Regions from separate parts of the Mus musculus genome. Here region 1 is linked to region 2. Evidence: chromatin contacts called from public promoter capture Hi-C data. All regions are on one chromosome and are shown on one strand. The core of a region is the stretch at or near the end of the contact, and the rest is flanking DNA. Distances in the headings are between cores, read along the strand shown.

Region 1 (5,770 bases), core at 332-2,831, 1.2 Mb after region 2:
CTGCCCCGCAGTCTGAGGAGCAGTTTGGTCTTCAACTTTGGTACAGAATCCATACAAAGCTAGACAGGCATGATAGCTCTCTACAATCCAGTCCTTCGGAAGCAGAGAAGAGATCCCCTGGGCAAACTGGTTGACACCTGATGTGAATTTCAAGCCTCTATGTGCATCTGCACACACACACACACACACACACACACACACACTTGAATGTGCAAACACATGCACACCACACACACACAAAGACCCTTTTCTACGGCAGCATTCTTTTTAAACGGTAGGAGCACCAAAAAAGCCAAGAAACTAAACTGATGCCCAGTAGGGGCCATCACTCCAATCGGCTCTGTAGAAACAGAGGGCCTGGACACTGGTTCACCTGTTGCAATTTCTGGGCTTGGGGGGCACTCTGCCGTCTGGCACTAATCTCCAGCAACCCTTATGCAACTCCTTGGTGCCCATCATGAATGAGGAAAGCCTGGGGCTTAGCAGCTGTCCCCACTTTTCTCTGGAAGGGCTGAAAGAAGAGGCAGTAGCGTCCGTGAAGGTTCTCTGCTTCCCCCTGGGAGCCCTATACTCCAACTGCAGAGATTGGCAGCCATCCATTTCCACCCCCTCATTTTCCTCTAATGGCCTAAGACTTTCATGCATTTTTATCCCACTTCAGGGAACCTGAAGGGCGAGGCCCCGGGGCTGAAAAGCAAGGACTAGCAACCAGGGCTCTGCTGAGCAAGGGTCAGAGAAGGGAGGAAAGAACCCTTTAGTTCTGCCCAGCAGGTCAGAAAAAAATAGTATCTAAACCACAAACCCATTGCAGCTTATCAGAGAGGGGGTGGGTTGGGATGGATTTGCTTCCCTTTTCAGCCGGTGGCTGGCAGGGTCTGGGGTACAACCAAAATTTCTTGACCCTTGCACCTTTTCCTAACATAGTTCTAAAAGAATCAGACTCATGCAGTGTCTGATAAATGAAAATGAGACTCAAGGTTGGGAGCCCTAAATCCAAGCCCTAATTCTGCCGCTAACCAGGCCTTCTCTGGGTCCAGTTTCTTCACTTGCTCCCTCAGGGAGCTGTTTCTGGCCTGGTGGGGCACCCTCCCAGGTACCCCTCCACCAGGTGACAAAGGGCAGAAGAGTATTGGTAAGCACCTAGGCGCTCCGCACCACCTTTTAGGGGCAGCCTGAGAATCGCTAGTGGCTCTGTGGAGTTTTGCCCTGGGCAGAGCCCTAACCCGTTGACTGCCTGCACCCCCCCCCCCCCCCGGCCTTCGCGCCGAACCCAGGGTCAAAGCCACTGCTCCTCGCGCGTCCTTCCATCCGTGCTGGGCAGTCACAGTTACCGGCGCGCTCTCAGACTCCCTTCGCTCGCCCGCCACCCGCCTTTGCCCGTGCACCCCCAGGCTCCGGGGCCAGACAACGCGCTGCTCTTGCCCTCCCCACTCGGAAAGACCCCAAACCCCTGCGGGGACCGGCTCGCCCTGCCCTCCGCCCAGCTCTGCTCCCACCGCTCTCCGACCCCGCCCCGTCCCGGGCCCCGCCCCCGAGCCTGCCGGGAGGATGTGAGCTCACTCCCTCCTCCATGTTCCGGCCTCCTCCAGGAAGCGTCCTCCGAAGGTCTCGGCCAGCTCACAGGCAGCGGGTCTGCGGGTCGCCGAGTCCGCAGCGCGCCAGGTCCCATCCGACTCCGCACGCAACGCGGCGTCGGCCTCGTGGCTGCGAAATGAAGGCAGACGGCGTGAGCATCCACTGAAGCCTGAGCTACGGGGTTGGGGCAGTGTCCCCGGCGTAGGCACCGTACCGTTCGCGGCCAGCGCACGCTGTGCCCTCGGCTCGCTTCCGGCCGGGCCACGTGACTGCTCGCACGTGTTCCGGCCCCTCGGAGCTGCGGTCTGGAGCCTCTAACACGCAGCGGGCGGATGCCCATCTAGAGGCAGTACAGCCTTCGCCATGAACCCCAGGGGCCTGTTCCAGGACTTCAACCCCAGTAAGTTCCTCATTTATGCCTGCTTGCTACTCTTCTCCGTGCTGCTGCCCCTGCGCCTGGACGGCATCATCCAGTGGAGCTACTGGGCAGTCTTCGCCCCCATCTGGCTGTGGAAGCTCCTGGTCATCGTGGGCGCCTCGGTGGGTGCGGGCGTGTGGGCCCGCAACCCACGCTACCGTACAGAGGGGGAAGCCTGCGTGGAATTCAAAGCCATGCTTATCGCCGTGGGCATCCACCTGCTACTACTCATGTTTGAGATACTAGTCTGCGACAGGGTGGAGAGGGGCACCCACTTTTGGCTGCTGGTCTTCATGCCACTCTTCTTCGTTTCCCCTGTGTCCGTGGCCGCCTGTGTCTGGGGCTTCCGACACGACAGGTCTTTGGAACTGGAGATCCTGTGCTCTGTCAACATCCTGCAGTTCATCTTCATCGCCCTGAGGCTGGACAGGATTATCCACTGGCCGTGGCTAGTGGTGTTCGTGCCCCTGTGGATCCTCATGTCATTCCTCTGCCTGGTAGTTCTCTATTACATCGTGTGGTCCCTCCTATTCCTGCGGTCCCTGGATGTGGTTGCAGAGCAGCGAAGAACACATGTGACCATGGCCATCAGCTGGATCACCATTGTCGTGCCCCTGCTCATTTTTGAGGTCCTGCTAGTTCACAGACTGGATGACCACAATACGTTCTCTTACATTTCCATTTTCATCCCGCTTTGGCTCTCATTACTGACTTTGATGGCTACAACGTTCAGGCGGAAAGGGGGCAATCATTGGTGGTTTGGGATTCGCAGGGATTTCTGTCAGTTTCTACTAGAAGTTTTTCCGTTTTTAAGAGAATATGGAAATATCTCTTACGATCTCCATCACGAAGACAGTGAAGATGCTGAAGACGCATCGGTGTCAGAAGCTCCGAAAATTGCTCCAATGTTTGGAAAGAAGGCGCGGGTAGTTATAACACAGAGCCCTGGGAAATATGTGCCTCCACCTCCCAAGTTAAACATTGATATGCCAGACTAAACTCACAGGCTGGGCCTTTCAGTGAAATAAGAACCATATACCCTTGAATTCCACTTTGCTTTTTTCTTGTGTTCATCCAGTCCTGGAATTGGAAACAGGTCCCCCTCATTTTACATCCACACTGAGACAGAAGTCTCTTGCAGTGGTCATTGTGTGCCGTAGGCAGAAGGGGGAAACTGTAGGACTGTGGGATGTGTACATAATGTGCAAGAGAACTTGCTTTCCAGGCCCACATCTTGTGAGCTAGCCAAAGGTGGTAAATCGAATTGTTTCTAGGCCTTCAAAAGACCTGAAAACTACATAGCTGTTTGTTTTAAAGTGCTACTTATGCCTACCAAAAGTATTGTTTAAAAAGTATTTTTATACACTGCTAGTCTAAAATTGTATTTTAGATTGCACCCATTGTGACAAAATGGCAAATGTACCAAATTGTCCCCTCCCACTGTTCCCTAAACCTCATTGTTGGTGTTTCTAGTGCTCCTACTGTTCAAATAGTTGTTTTCTGTGGGCTTTGCGGACACAGGTCTCTAGTATTCTAATAGATGAATTTTCTAATGGAGTGAATCTGCATATATTAGTATTTATATGAATGTTTTAGCAGTGTTATCTGTGTTGATTGTAGTTCTTGGCAGTAATGTATTGTGTTAAAGTATTTTTTTTTAAGTTTCTGTGTGAAGATATGTATTTATTACAACTATCCTTAAAGACTGAATGAGATGCTAATATGTCCCTGACCCAGAATCCTGTCCGAGTCTTGGGATGAAGGTTTGGTGTGGTAGATAACAAGAGTTCTACACATTTTTAAAGTTTGTGATCGTGTCCCCAGAGAAAAGGGACAGCAGCACTCAGAGAATATTTGACATGCTCCAATACGGCCCCAGGCCATGAACACTGTCAGTTAACACCCTGGCTTCTTCCTCATGGATATTAGCATCTCTTGAGGAACAACCAAAATATGCCACACACAGTTTGGCCATTTCTAAGGTCTGTCATAATGTAAAGCATTTCTGTTGGAAGGCTGAGCGTGACCAACAGGGAGAGGTATTAGAAGGGCTAACATAGCCCGCCAGTAACAAGGAACAAATGTTTAGGTATTTTTAAAGATGAGTATAGTGTTTCTTCAGGAGCTAGAGTCACCCCAGGAAATCAGAACCAGAGGACAAAGCCAGACCTCAGAATAAGGGTCTGACTGGGAAGAAATAAATACTTGGAAATGGAAGTTAAAGAAACATGGGGTGCTCATCGCTGAGGAGAAGACTGGGGTGGAGCGGTTACTAGCTTACTAAGGATTACCTACACCAGGCTCCATGTGTTTAACTGCCCCATTGCTCTGGGTGTGACACGGTCCTCTTCCATTTGAAGGAAAAGAAAACCTGGTGCTGGAGAGACAGTAAAGTATGCTGTGCAAACATGACCTGTGTTCACACCCTCAGCATCCATGTGGAAGTCCACAGCACAAGTAATCCCAGCAGGGAGGGCAGCAGAGATGGCTGGATCCCCTAGGCTTTTAGCTAGCCATTCTAAAGCATAGAGTTCCAGGTTGTGAGAGACCCTGCCTCAGAATACAAGGTGGGGTATCCACATGATAGCTCAATAGGTAAACGTGCCTGCCACTAAGCCTGATGACCTAAGTGTGAGCTCTGGGATCCACATGATGGAAGAGAACCAACTCTCTCAAGTGGCCCTCTGCTATCACACACAAAACAAACTCTAACATAAAGTGGCCAGGAAGATGGCTCCGTGGTTAGGAGCACTGGCTGTTCTTCCAGAGGGCCCACAGTTTGACTCCCAGCACCCACATGGTGGCTCACAACTGTAACTCCAAGGGGACCTGATGCCCTCTTCTGGTCTGTGCAGGCAACAGGCACACAAGTGATGCACAAACTATCGTGTAAGAAAAGCACCCATACACATGAAGCTAGTTTTCTTTATAAAGGTGGAGAACAATAAAGGAAGCCGCCTAATGTTCCCCTCTGGTTTAAGCATATGCACAAACAAGATGAATTGAGTATTTTAGCATCATTCAAAACCATGTGAAAATAATGCCTGTTTACATGCTAAGGAACAACATGCAAAGCTACCAGGGGTTCTTTGTACTTGCAACATAGGTGGTTTGGACCAACCAGCAGACTGTGCGGCAGTACTGAGCAGCAGTGGAGGGGGTGCTTTCTACACAGGGCATTGCTGATTCACTTCTCAATAAAACCTCAGGGCTCCTAGGGACACCAAGGAGGTGCTCCTCATAGTGATCCCTGTGCTAGAGAGGAAGCTGAGAAGCATGAAGGAATGCTGCTGGCTTCTGGGTGAACTGCACCTGAGCTTCAGGCAGCCACCCTATCTCAGTGCTACCTTACTACCTACTTCCTCTCTACCTCCCTGCTCACCGCACCCCTACCTCTCCTCCATCCCCACAAAGTATCTGATAACAGCTTCTCACCCTAGTAAGACATAAAGATGGGGCTTGGAGAGATGGCTCAACGGTCAGAGCATCAGCTGCTCTTCCAGAGGACCTGGGGTCAATTCTTAGCATTCGGGTGGTGGCTCACAACCATCTAATTCCAGTTCTAGGCGATCCAACTCCCTCTTCTGGGCTCTGCAGGCACATATGTGGTACACAGACATCCTTGCAAGCAAAATACCCATATGTATGCTTGCTTCAGCAGCACATATACCAAAATTGGAATAATGCACAGAAGATTAGAATCCCTGCCCAAGGATGCTATGCAAATCCGTGAAACCTTCCATATTAAAAAAATACCTATATGCACAAAATAATTTT
Region 2 (5,997 bases), core at 2,147-4,646:
CTTCCAGAACCCATGTAGCAGCTCATGGTTATCTGCAAGTGCAGGATCAGAGAAATCTGACTCCTTCTGTCCCCCATGCACATCAGGCAGGCACATATTACATATGCATACATACATACATACATACATACACATGCATATATAGTTACATGAACACAAGCAATGTAACTAAAACAAAATGAAAGTAAATAAATATTTTTAAAAGAAGATGAGAAGTGTGGAGGAAAAGCAAGCAAGGCACATGCAGGGTCCATGGCTTTAGGAGGCACAACAGGTGTGTGGGTCCATGCTTTTAATCCCAGCACTCAGGAGACATCAGCAGAAATATCTCTGTGAGTTAGAGGTCAGTCTACTCTATTTATAAGTGCCAGGGCAGCCAGGGCTACATAATGAGACTGTGTTAACAGAACAGAAAATCAGAGAAGGAATAGAAGAACTCGATGACATCACAAGTAGCAGGTCCTGGGCTGGGGATATAGCTCTAGAAGTTGAGGGCTTACCAAGAATGTGAGTTCCTGGATTTAACTGCAGTACTACATAAATCAGATGTGACGGTTCAAATAAGAATGCCCCCATACATGGGATGATGTATTTGAGTATGTGGTCCCCAGTTGGTGGAACTGTTTGTGAAGAATTAGGAGGTGGAGCCTTGTTGGAGGACATGTATCACTAAGGGAAGGCTTTGAGGTTTCAAAAGTCCATACCATTACCAGACATCTTTCTGTCTTCCTGCTACTTATGGGTTAGGATATATGCTCTCAGCTCTCAGTGCCCTGCCTGCCTGCCTGCTGCCTGCTGCCTGCTGCCTGCTGCCTGCTGCCTGCTGCCTGCTGCCTGCTGCCTGCTGCCTGCTGCCTGCTGCCTGCTGCCTGCTGCCTGCTGCCTGCTGCCTGCTGCCTGCTGCCTGCTGCCTGCTGCCTGCTGCCTGCTGCCTGCTGCCTGCTGCCTGCTGCCTGCTGCCATACCCCCTACCATGAGTGTCATGGACTCACTCTCTGAAATGTAAGTTCTAAATAGATTCTTCCTTCTATAAGTTGCCTTGCTGGTGATGTGTCACCACACTATTAGAAAAGTAACTAAGGTGCTGGGTGAATTGTGCATGCCAGAACTTGGGAAGTAGAAGCTTTGTGTTTACAGAAGATGGGCTCTCTCAACTCTCTTGGCTGCCTGCCCATGCTTCCTGCTACCATTTGCTGCCATGACTTCTCTGCTATCATGGACTCTTCCTCCGGAGCTATATACCAAAGTAAACTCCTTTCCCCATAATTTCCATTGATCAAGGTGTTTTATCACAGCCACAGGAAGGTAACTGATACACTCAGGAAGAGGGAGCTTCAATTAAGGAGTTGCCTCCATCAGATTGGCCTGGGGATGTGTCTTTTGGGGCATTTTCTTGATTGGTGGCTGACGTAGGAGAGCTCAGTCCACCGTGGATGCCAACATCCTTTGACAGATGGCCTGAGTTATATAAGAAAAGTGGTTGAGTGTGAGCCTGGGAACAAGCCAATAAGCAGTGGTCCTGCATGGTTTCTACTTCAGTTCTTGCCTTGGTTTCTCTCGATGATGGATTTTAACCTATAAGGAACAAAATCTTGCTTCTCCCCCAGGTTGGTTTTGGTTTGTCTTATCATAGCAACAGAAAGAAAACTAGGACATCCCCAGAGGACAGCCTGCTGGAGTTGGTCCTCACCTTCTACCATTTGGGTTCTATGGTCCAGTTCAGGCCTTCAGCCTAACCTCCATAGCCTTTACCCTCAGACCCATCTTGCCATTGATTGCCTTCCTCCTTTTGTAGGGACAGGGAGGGTCTCATGTATCGCTGGCTGCCTAGATGTTGGTTTACTCAGAGTTGGAAGTAGAAGCCAGAGCTTCATAAAAGGCAGGTAAGCTCTGTGCTGAGCCTGCACCTCCAGCCCCTCTTCCAGTGTTCCTTATGTCATAACATTCCCCAAAGGGGCTTAAGGAAGCCCCATCTCCCCAGAAGTTGCTCTCTTAGATAAAGGGCTTCTTTTTTTATCCACTGAGTCTCAAAAATATTTTGCTTAAAATAATCTTCAGACCGGGTCAGTAAGGTGGCTCAACAAGTAAAGGCACTTGCCACTAAGCCTGAGTCCCCAAAACCCATACCGTGGAAGGAAAGAACTACAGCAAGTAGTCCTTTGACCTAGACACATGCGATGCAGCACAAGGGTGCACACACCCATACTCACTGACAGGCATACACTACACACAAAATCAATCAACCTGTCAATCAATTAATCTATAAGTAAATAAACAAATGGAGAAAAGACAACTGTTTCAACATAAGAAACTCTTACAAGCTTCTCCTTTTGTTTTCTCAAAATTCCTATTGTGTTACCTAAAGAAACTTACTAGGGAACTCAAGAGATGGCTCTGTGGTCAAGAGCTCACAGTCCTTAATTCCAGTTCCAGTGTTCTGATGCCCTCTTCTGGCCACTGCAGGCACTGCACATATAGGGTACATATACAGGCAAAACACTCATCGCATAAAAATAAAATAAATGGGGACTAGACAAATAGCTCACAGTTAAAAGTATTTTCTGCTCTTCCAGAGGACTTGAGTTCAGTTCCCAGTACATTGGACATCTCTCAACAGCCTGAACTCCAAGTTCAGGAGATCCGACACCATTATTCTCTATGGTCATCTGAATTCCTGAACACATACCCACTCACAGACACAGGTGTATAATATCAAAAATATAAATAGGTGTTGGATTATGCTGTGGAGACTTCCATGATGAGGACTGGTGGAATTTCAAGTCCTGAACTTGAGAGACCTCGGGGACTGGTGGAATTTTTTTCTTGTAGGGCAGGGTCTGGCCACTCTCCCACTTTTGGATGGTTAGAAAACCATTAGGGACGTTGGAAAACATGCGGGGGTGGGGGGACTGGGGAGGTTGGCCACTGGATCTCCTCAGGCAGGGGCCTGGCCACTTTCCTGCTTGAGCGTTTACAAAGTTTACAAAAGGAGCCCACAGAGGGGAAGGCTTTTCCTGTTGCACGTTGGCATGAACAGGCAACGGGCATGGCTAATGTTTGAGACTTTAAATTTGTTTTTGAGTCCATGGAGCCCAGGCTGTCTTCGAACTATGTTTATGAGAATGGCGCTGAACTCCTGATCCTCCTGCCTCTACCTCCCAAGTGTTGGGATTACAGATGGGGGCAGGGGGCGTGGCTCCAGTCACATTTTATGAGGCACTGGGTTTCAAACCTAGGACTGAGAACAAGCGCTTCACCAACGGAGCCTTAATCCGATTTTAAATGTTTTTAGTTTGTGGCCAGTAGGTGGCGCTCGAGCTGCCTCAATTCTAGACACCGGGGCCTGCTCTTTTGCTACACTTCCGCCTCTACTTCCGCTTCCGAGACGCGAAGGAAACGTCACTTCCGAAGGCTCCGCGTGGATTGACTTGTTCGGGTTCTCCAGCATGGCTGGGTTAGCAGGCCCCGCGAAGCCGAGTCTGGCATTGAACCCGCAGGAAGACTCGCAGTTTGAGAAGGCTCTGACGCAGATCCAAGGGCGCACGAAGAAGGTGAGCGGCGCGGGGCGGCCGGGCTGGCTCGGGAGCCAACCTCTCACGGGCTGGGAGACGATGGTTCCAATCAGGGGACCGAGGCAGGTCAGGAATCGGTGTGAGGTGAAGGAGGAGGGGTACCACGTGTGGGAGCATGGCACCCCCAGATCTCAGAATGTGTTAAAGCTGCCACGCTTCCGCTTTGACCTGCAAAATGAGGGTTCATGGTCTACCGCAGCATTCGGAAGGTGTGTTATGTCCCCTTAGTTTGTAGTGCTTAGAAGACGGAGTAGACGTCCCGAAGCCCACGTCCTGGGAGGATCGAGAGTCAGAATACAGCTCAGGGTCAGAATTCAGAATAGGGCTTCAACCTGTCAACCTGTCGAGTTCAGTTTGTATGCAATGTCCCTAACGGAAGTTTATAGTCCCTTTGGTTTGCACCATGGAGTGCATTGGAGAGAACGACAGCTTTTCTTTTTTTATTGTTGTTGTCCTGGGGGTCTTTTGGGAGGGTCGCTTTTGTTACAGTGTCAGTATAGGGTTTATTGTAGCCCAAGCTCACCTCACATTTGCTGTGCAGTCGAGGTCTTGAACCCCCTATATCCACTTCATGAATACACTATAGGTCACCCGGTACCCTACCTGACAGGAAACAAGTTCTTGTTCTCTGGGGTCATAGTATGGTGATAGAGAAGGAGAGTCTGCACCATGAAGGTTAACAACCGGAAACAGTTAAGATTCGGTGTAATAAACTGCCAACTGCATTCGGAGTTGAAGGTCTTGGTTTCACAGTGTTACTCTGAACATGACAGACTGTTACTTGCTTGTCCATTTAGCTCTTGAACACATGTTGTGCTGACTGTTTTGTAGGGACAGGTGGGTGTGGACATATGTGTGCCTTGGTGTGCATCATGGTGCGTGCGTGTGTGGGAGTCTGTCTCTTGCAGAGTCTGTGGCTCTGTGTGATTGAACTCAGGCCTCAGCCTTGCTCAGCAAGTGCTTAAGGGAAGAGAGATACCAAACACGGAGTTTTTCAGTTTCTGCCCTGATAGAGTTATGAGTTTGTTCCTGGACCAAGGGGAAAGAATGGTGTTGAAAATTTGTTGCAGGCCAGGCAAGGTGACTTTTACCTTCAATCCTAGTGTTGGAGAGGCAGAGGCAGGCAGATCTCCACCTAGCCTCTGAAAGGACTTTAGGAAGCTGGGTGGCGGGGACACACACCTTTAATCTTAGCACTCAGGAAGCAGGGGCAGGTGGATCTGTGTGAGTTTGAGCCTAGCCTGGTCTACAAAGCTAGCTCCAGGACAGCTGGGGCTACCCAAAGAAACTCTGTCTCAAAAAAAAGAAAAAGACATTAGAATTAATTTACTCTGAGGTTATGGAATGGTAACATACTTTCGTTGAAAAATAAAGACCTTTGCAGGGCATGGTGATATAGGACTTTAATCTTAGCATTCAGCAGTTAGAGGCCAGCCAGGTCTACGTAGTGAGTTTTGGGCCAGCCAAGGCTCCATAGTGAGATCCGGCTCAGAAAAATGTGTATACGCACAAACGTTTTGGTGTAGTATGAGTTTGTATTTTTAAAATGTTTATCTGTTTTAGCCTCAGCAAAAGAAGAAAGAAAAACTTAACCGTGGAGTAGTTTATCTGGGCCACCTACCTTCAACACTTTCTGAAAGCCACATCTATAACTACTGTGCCCAGTTTGGCGACATTAGCAGATTCAGATTGTCTAGAAGTAAGCGGGTAAGATTCTGTTCCTGAATTCAACTATGTATATTTTGCTTGTCAATTGTATGTCATCCTTTGTATTCATAGGCACAGCGTTGTTACCTACAAAGTTCCTGCTCGGGAACTTTTCACAAGCCAGGCATGGTGGCACCCCCCTTAAATCCAGCACTCAGGAAGCAGAGGCAGGTGAATCGGTTTAAAGCCAGCCTAGTTTACATCATGAGTTCGGAGATACCCACAGCTACATAGAGAGAGCTTGTCTCTAAATAAAGTAAATATAAGTAAAGTGATTTTACAAATTGCAGTGGAATCACAAGAAAGTAAGCTTGGTGTAGTGGCCTGCCTTTAGTCCCAGCACTCAGGAGACAGGGACAGGCAGAGTTTGAGGCCAGTCACGGTTTCATAGTGTGGATTTCTATCTCAATAAAAAGCGGGAAATCATGAGGCTGTGGAGATAGCTCAGTCTATAACTGTCAACCTACAGAAGCCAGGAACGGTCATATGCGCATGTGATCTCAGTGCTGGGAACGTAAGGCTTGCTAACCAGCCAGCCGAGCTCAGCTCCAGGCCAATGACAGAGACACCCTGGGAAATGCCCAGAGGTCCGAGCGCTTGTGCCATAAACATGAAGTGGAACACGTGCACACACACCCCTTCTTCAAGCACCAAGTGAAAGGCCAGGTGTGACCCCAATATTGGAAGCTGGAGCCACTGATTGTAGAACTTGTTGCCA

What was found. Capture Hi-C pulls out chosen DNA fragments and counts their contacts.
Region 1: a contact with region 2 is called in a promoter capture Hi-C map of adipose tissue, with 3 times the contacts expected there. The contact joins the promoter of Tmem185b here to the promoter of Nifk in region 2. A contact is called at or near these places in 1 of 115 datasets of contacts at active chromatin or transcription factors (extraembryonic endoderm stem cells) and 2 of 9 other capture datasets (adipose tissue and liver).

The regions. Positions count from the first base shown.
Region 1 is chr1:119,524,573-119,530,342 of GRCm38.p6, forward strand. It overlaps Tmem185b (transmembrane protein 185B), which reads left to right and starts at 1,582. Exons shown (of 1, transcript NM_146103.2): 1 at 1,582-4,411. The coding sequence starts at 1,939. The coding sequence ends at 2,991. It overlaps 3830432H09Rik (RIKEN cDNA 3830432H09 gene), which reads right to left. Exons shown (of 4, transcript NR_126486.1): 4 at 4,908-5,770. It also overlaps the pseudogene Gm25322.
Region 2 is chr1:118,318,447-118,324,443 of GRCm38.p6, forward strand. It overlaps Nifk (nucleolar protein interacting with the FHA domain of MKI67), which reads left to right and starts at 3,397. Exons shown (of 7, transcript NM_026472.4): 1 at 3,397-3,551; 2 at 5,136-5,279. The coding sequence starts at 3,447.